Linked DNA regions of Rattus norvegicus: region 2 is linked to region 1. A link is a contact called in public Hi-C data. All regions are on one chromosome and are shown on one strand. Each heading gives the region's core, a stretch centred on a gene start, on an enhancer-like site or on the middle of the called end of the contact. The rest is flanking DNA. Distances are from core to core; before and after follow the strand shown.

Region 1 (3,645 bases), core at 490-2,989:
TTCACTCAGTTCTCTGTGATTTCCATCTGGTTATCCAGGTTCCATCAGATTCCGATTGAACTCACTGCTCTGTGGGCCTTGGGCACGTGCTGCATTTATTTTGCTATATTCAAACTAGGGACAAATCATGTTACCACTCTTTCAAATAACATAAACTTGTCATTTTATGAGGATCACAATTACAGAATTAAAAAAAAAACGAATACATTTAGACCAAAACAACAATAAAAGCAAAAACCCTTCCAATGATGCATAATTTCAAACTTGGCCAATCCAGCTTGATTGGCAACCACAGTCATGTCATTGCCACATGGTGGCACCACTTCTGCCTGTAAACAGAAACATCGCTGCCCTTGTCAGGAAGCACATGTAAGCTCGTGGGAATCATGCACAGTGATATCATTTAGCTTCTCGTGGAGGATTCAAAGTTGCCTTTCCAAATTGGGGCAAGAGTAATGTAAAATATCATACTAGGGAAGAAGTGGTTTTAGTCTTTAGATTACAGAACCTAAACAAAGGACTTACAATGTTCTAGACACAGCTTTGAGGATGTTATAGAAAGGGATGTTTGTCTGTTCTTTAGGATATCATGAAGCTGGGTCTTATTGCAACCTGTCCAACAGATTTTAATTCAAGAAAAACACAAGTCATCAAGTAATGTGGCCAAGGTCACGTGTACTAAGACCTAAAGCAGGAATTAAACACATAACACATGCCACTTGGGTCTGAAGCCTTGGTCCTGACAACGCCATCCTGACTCTTATTTATCCCTGTGGAAAGTGTACTCTTTTGTGTTTACAGCCTTTGAGGTAAGCCTTAATGTAAGTGCTTCCGGAAGCATTTTGTTAAAATATTACCTCTATTTATTTTTAGAGGTGAAGAAAAGTTTTTGCTTGTATCTGGCAACACGTTCCATAGAGAATTCTGCTCTTAAATACATTTCTGCATATTTTGACACATTTGTATATTTTCAGGTATGCTTAGCACATCTTACTTAGCTCTTTTAAAGAAATAAGCGTGTATGTAAGAATTCTAAACATAGGACTTCAACTTTTATTTTAGCCTTTATAAAGCTAATAATTCTATATATTCTGCAGTATCTCACCGGTTCTCCTTTGAGTCATGGTGTCTGAATCTGTCTAACCTCATACACTGACTGGGAGGTAAAGAATCTCTCGGATGAAGTCATCTTTGCTACCTGATTAACCAAATCCCAGTTGGATTAGTTCAGAGGCAGAAATATGGAATTCTAATTAACTGTAAACAATGCTAATGAGGTTTGAATGTATTAATCATAAATTTTAAAACATTTTTTAACTGAAGAAAGTAGTAAAAAGCAAGTGGAGTACATCTGGTTTTTGATAGTATGAGAAATGATTTTCCAGAATAGTGTTTAGTGGTAGTTTTTTTTCATATTCTAATGTTTTTGTTTCTCTTCAACATACCCTGTGTTCTATTAGAGAATTACTGACCATAAAGGGGAATACATCAATAGGTGAGGGGGAGTCTGCTTCATCAAAACAGGCCTATAGCTGTTAAAATTTGACTTTTTACATATGTAAGTGTGGATTTGTTCATCAAGAAAAGATAACCATATTTGGCGTAAGAAGCTGTAATAATACTTCATGTGGATTCTCCTTAATTAGACTGTGTTTAAAAGTTTCTATTTCTGGTAGCTCTCATAGTATCTGTTTATAGAATTTGCCTGTGTGGCGAGAACTGTCAGCATAGAATGCATCTGAGCCTTTCAACGAAGCCTCAGGATGACTAGTCTGAATCTACGGCCGAAACTTAGCACCCACACATCTATATGAAACCATAGAAAGCACTAGAACGAAATAGAACTCTGCTGAGCAAGGAACAGCCAGCCATGGTCCATGAGACAAACACAGTCTCCAGTCCTCTCTAAGCCTGTCTCTGTAAAACTAAACATTAGCTCTGTATGTGTTCTTGTATGTGTGGGTGCCAAGCTTGTGTGATATATAAGGGGGTCAGGGCTCTTCTCTGGTGTTGTTTCTCAAGCCCAATCTACCTTGGTTTATGGGCATGTACCCAAAACACACCCCAGTATTGCACGTACTCAACTATGTTCATAGCAGCTTTATTCATAATAGAAACTAGAAACAATCTAGATGTCCCTCAACTGAAGAATGCATTAAGAAAATGTAGTACATCTATGCAATGGAATACTATTCAGCTATTAAAAACAAAGTCTTCATGACATTTGCAAGTAAATGGATGGAAATTGAAAATATTATCATGAGTGAGGTAACCCAGACCCAAAAAGAATATCCACATTTATATTCACTTATAAGTGGTTATTAGTTAAATGGTTAAATACAGGACAACCATTCTATAATCCACAGAACCAAAGAAACTAAGCAAAGCAATTAGGCCCAAAAGAGGATACATGAATCTTACAATGGCAAAAAATAGTCATCAGAATTGGATGGAGAGAGGTAACTGGGTAAGAGAAGAAGTAAAGAGGAGTATGGGGATGGTAATCAGGTGTGGGAGGAGGGAAAAGGGAGAAGGCTCCCAGTGAGAATGGAAATCCACAGGGATGCTTCTATGAGACTAGCTAGAGACATGGGATGGAGGAGGCTACAGGGAATCTTTTGGGGATACTCTAGCTGAGATTCCTACCAACTGGGGATATAAAGACTGAAGTGGTTGCCTTCCAGTGGCAGGACTTCCAGTGGAAAGAGGGGGACATCCACCCAATCCCCAAAAGCTTCAATGCAAAATTTATCCTGTCTACAAGATGTTCAGGGATGAAAATGGAGTATAGATTGGCCAACCAATGCCTGCCCCAACTTGAGATCCATCCTGATGGAGAGAGCCAACCTCTGACAGGAGGTTTATTTATTATTTATAGACAGGAACCTAGTATACCTGTCTCCTGAGAGGATTCATCCAGCAGCAGATAGAAACAGAAGCAGAGACTTAGAGCCAAACATCAGGCAGAACTCAGGGACTGGGGGATAGGAATTGAGCCAGCCAGAAGGGTCAAGAATATTACAAGAAGACCTAGAGTAAACTAATCAGGGTCCATGGGAGCTCACAGAAACTGAACCACCAACCAAAGAGCATGCAGGGGTTGGACATAGCCCCCCACATTTGTAGTAGATATGTAGCTTGGTCTTTTTTGGGTACCTTAACAATTGAAGCAGGGACTATCTCTGACTCTGTTGCCTGCCATTGGATCCCCTGCCTGATTGCAGCCTCAGTAGGAGAGAAGGTGGGACTAGATGTCCCAGGGAGAGTGAGGTGGTACCCAAAGGGAGGTTTCCATGTCTCTGAGAAGAAGTGGAAGAAACAGGAGAGATTTGTAAGGCAGAATTGGGAGGAGAGGAGGCAGGAAGGCTGCAATCGGGATGTAATGTGAATAAAAAATAAATTATGAAAACAAAAATAATTTCTTTAATAAAATAAAAGACAGCTCCAAACCACTTCACTGTTTCTATACAAATGTCAAGCTTATATTTCACATATTTTCATATCTTCCTGTCTTAGTTAGGATTTTCTTACCATAACAAAAATGCCATAACCAAACGCAGCTTAAGGAGGAAAGAGTTTATTTTATAAGGCTCCATATCATCCTCACGGAGGGAAGTCAGAGCAGGAACTCAAAACAGATCAGGA
Region 2 (3,642 bases), core at 259-2,758, 190 kb after region 1:
AGGCCAAAGCCATTCTTGATTTAGCTTGTGCATCTACTGACATAAGAAGACAAGGATCCAAAGCAAACCACTATCTGGAATTGGAAGATAACACACACACACACACACACACACACACACACACACACTACACACACCACACACACACACACGCACACACACACATGCACACACATGCACACACACACACTACACACACACACACCACACACACACACACACCACACACACCACACACACACGCACACACACACACACATGCACACACCCGCACACACACCTGCACACACACACACACTACACACACCACACACACCACACACACACACACGCACACACACACACATGCACACACCCGCACACACACCCGCACACACACACACGCACGCATGCACGCACGCACGCACACACGCACACCAACATGAATGGCTGCACTGTGCTTGACTCCGAAAGCGTGCCCAGTGCACCATGCTGGATCCTTCGACTACCTCATAAAGAGTCCATTTGCTCTTGGGGAGTAAGATGTCTGTGGCAACACTTCAGGGTCACTCTGCAGCAGGGAAGGGCGTTAATTACTGTATCCTCGGGGGTACAGATGAGGGAAAGGGTCATTTACCTAGCATTCTTCAATTCTTTTAGGTATAAAAAGACTATGTCATGATTTACAGATGAAAAGCACATTTGTTTTGCTTTCAAAAAAAAGGAAATTTTCATAACCTCCACTGTTGTGACCCTCTGAGAGCTGTGGTTGGTTGAAATCTCTCCGCCACGGGGTCTGAAACAGGGGGATGCCTACTGTTGCTTTACTCCTAAAACATCAACATGTCTCAGGGCTTACGATTGTATAAAGGCATTTTTGCAGGATGACATCAAGGAAAATAACTTTTATGTGTGTATACTGCCACACAGGGTCATATATCGCTAATTAAGCACCATTCCTTCAGTTTGATTACACAAGGGCTTGGATTTGTAATACAATAGCAGTGAAGGTCAGAGTGGTTATGAAAGAAACTTTAAATGTTATGAGAAATCTGGTAACTATAGGGATATTTGTTCATAAACCTGAAATTCTGCTCAAAGCCCTTTCCTGACTGTTAAGATGCAGGGAAAGATTTTGCTGGCTACAGGGGTGACCAGATACTGCACTACCCTGGGTTGGCTACCCCTCGCATTTCCTACAACATGCAGATGGCTCTTTTTGAGGAAGGCGGATGCCAAATCATGGATTGTGAGCTTGAAATTTCAAAGTAACTAGACCCGTTTTCCAGCTCTGCCACTCAGCTGCACTGATACACTTACTTCCTGAGCAGTGTTCTAACGTCCTTCTCCCCAGCCCAGCACGCCAACCGTTGTAATGACAGCCTTGACTTTGACCATTATGTTCCCCCTTCGAATATTTAAGGCAGATCGTGACTCACATATCTTACAGAGCCAAGAATCTTTGAAATGAATTTCTGGGAGGTTTGAGAAGCAGCTGCTCCAACAATTGTAGTACTGCACTGCCCTCCAGAGGGGACTCCTTGGCAAATGCTCACAATCCATGAATGACAAGGGGACCAGGGGACTGTGTGGCAATAGTCTTGACTGTGATTCACTTCCTTCTCAAGCATCTTTAAAAAACAGGTCTGCAAACCAGCGGCGGCCCCACTGCTCTGAGCCCATAGCACCTTGTCTTAGGTCTTCTGTCTTGTGTCATCTCGAAAAGTTATATTTGCTGCGGCTTTCACTAAGTGATAAATATTAATTATTTCTGTCAGAAGCCTTGTTTACTCATGCATATTTTTACGGAGAAATCACACTAAACACATAGCCGAAGGCAGCCCTCACAAGCTGAGACTCCTCACAGATGACTTGCAGGCACACAAAGGATAGCTTGAGACAGAATATTTTACTGTCTAATTATCTTGTCACCACCTAACTGAAATTTGAAGGGTGCCCACAGCTATTGTGAGAAAAGAAAAACATAACTCATCTTGAACTTTCCTCTTCTTCCATTATGGAACCCATTTCTTACTCTGTCCTGCATGCCATCTCAAACAAGGGAAGGGTTTTGTGACTTGTCAATTCCTGGTTACTCAGAATCAATTACAAACTGAAAGAAGTTAAGACAGAGCTGATGATTTCTCGGCCTTGTGACAGTGGGACTAAGTTAACTGGTGAATGAAGACCTTTGCTTGGAAAGGTTAATCGTTGACAAATATATATATTCACAAATATTAATTTAATTATCACATCTATGACAGGGATACTGTCAACATCACCTTTCTTTGGTGCCAATGAGTCACAAAAAGTTAATTCAGGATCACAGAACTGGGGCGTGATGGAGCCAAGATCCTAATTCAGTTTGGTTTCAGGGTCTTCTTGGTTTTTTTACTTTAACTTAATACACTAACAGATAGGCAGGTTCTCTGCCTACCAAACGATAGAGATCATTAGTAAGCTTTTAAATGAAGCTAATATTTAGATTATGTCTCTATAGTCCATAACACAAAAAATTAGAATTTCCATGGACCTCAGAAATGCTGCAAATTGGAATAAACTATAAAATAATTTTGTGATAATTAGAAAATATCTACTCTCACAATTTTTTTGGAAAAAAGAACAAAACATAGAAACAACAAAATAGTGGCTCAGTGGTTAAGAGCAGTAATTGCGATTGGAAGACCCAGGGTACGTTTTCCAGAATCCATGTGGTGGCTCGGAAACATCTGGAACTCTAGTGCCAGAAGATCTAGCAGGCTCTTCTGACCTCCATGGACACCAGGTATCACAAAGTACACTTATGCACACACAGTCAAAACATTCATACATATAAAGTAAAAATAAATAAATCTTATACAGGCACTCAAAACACTCAAGTACATAAAAACTACCAAAATAGTAACATCCTTCTTAAGGTCATAAAGATAAATTGAATAATTATATAAACATATAAGCCATAGAGTTATCCCTTGAATATAAAGAAAGTCATTAAACATCAAGGAAATTACATGTTGCATACACACACACACACACACACACACACACACACACAAACACACACACACAGAGTAATTCTGATGATGTATCTGTCGGCAAAGGAAGGAGGATGACAATGTCACTGGTTACTTCCAATAGAACCATAGAGGTACCCTCATAAACAGTCACATAAAAGCCGTGCATTACAAAGTGTATTTCAGGCCGTACTGAGAAAACAATGTTCTTGCATCGAGCACTGGCTGGCCTGCTAGCCAGGTGGCTGGATTCAGAAACCAGAAGGCCCCTGGGAAGGCCGTTGTCGGTAACTACAAAGCTAATGTGGTCAGTGCCCGGTGTCGTTCTGGGGATTAGATGGGGGTCACACTCTGCAGCAGCACCTGCACAGCTATGACATAAGCCTCTAGCTGACATAAATCAGACTCTCTCTGTTTTGAAAGCAAATAATAAAATAGTTGTTCCATGTCTCTTGACCTTTATTTCTGAGAAACTTGGATTTTTCCCTTTTTTGCTTTGGAATGCAACCTCCCTCCCCACCCAGTGGAACATACTAAAAACCCCATTTCAGAGCACATGCATAATCTTATCTCCAAAGTGATTCTTACCTTAAAATTCACTAACTTATTATGTTGCAAAGTAGCTTAACATGTGGCAGAAAGGCAGGAA

What was found. A called contact is a pair of places that touch in the nucleus more often than the background predicts.
Region 2: a Hi-C map of frontal cortex shows a contact between it and region 1, with 6 times the contacts expected there. The contact joins two enhancer-like sites. A contact is called at or near these places in 7 of 12 Hi-C or Micro-C datasets (the A7r5 cell line, the Rat2 cell line, Schwann cells and 4 more) and 1 of 1 datasets of contacts at active chromatin or transcription factors (oligodendrocytes).

What each region holds. Positions count from the first base shown.
Region 1 is chr6:56,897,427-56,901,071 of GRCr8, forward strand. The region is part of intron 2 of Hdac9 (histone deacetylase 9); the gene reads right to left. Among named protein-coding and RNA genes, the nearest start is that of Hdac9, 150 kb to the right of the region's middle. Within about 2 kb of position 1,740, at least 1 of the 93 cell types and tissues checked has an H3K27ac peak or open chromatin away from gene starts, as enhancers often do.
Region 2 is chr6:57,092,578-57,096,219 of GRCr8, forward strand. It overlaps a transcript of Hdac9 not described here. Among named protein-coding and RNA genes, the nearest start is that of Hdac9, 42 kb to the left of the region's middle. Within about 2 kb of position 1,509, at least 2 of the 93 cell types and tissues checked have an H3K27ac peak or open chromatin away from gene starts, as enhancers often do.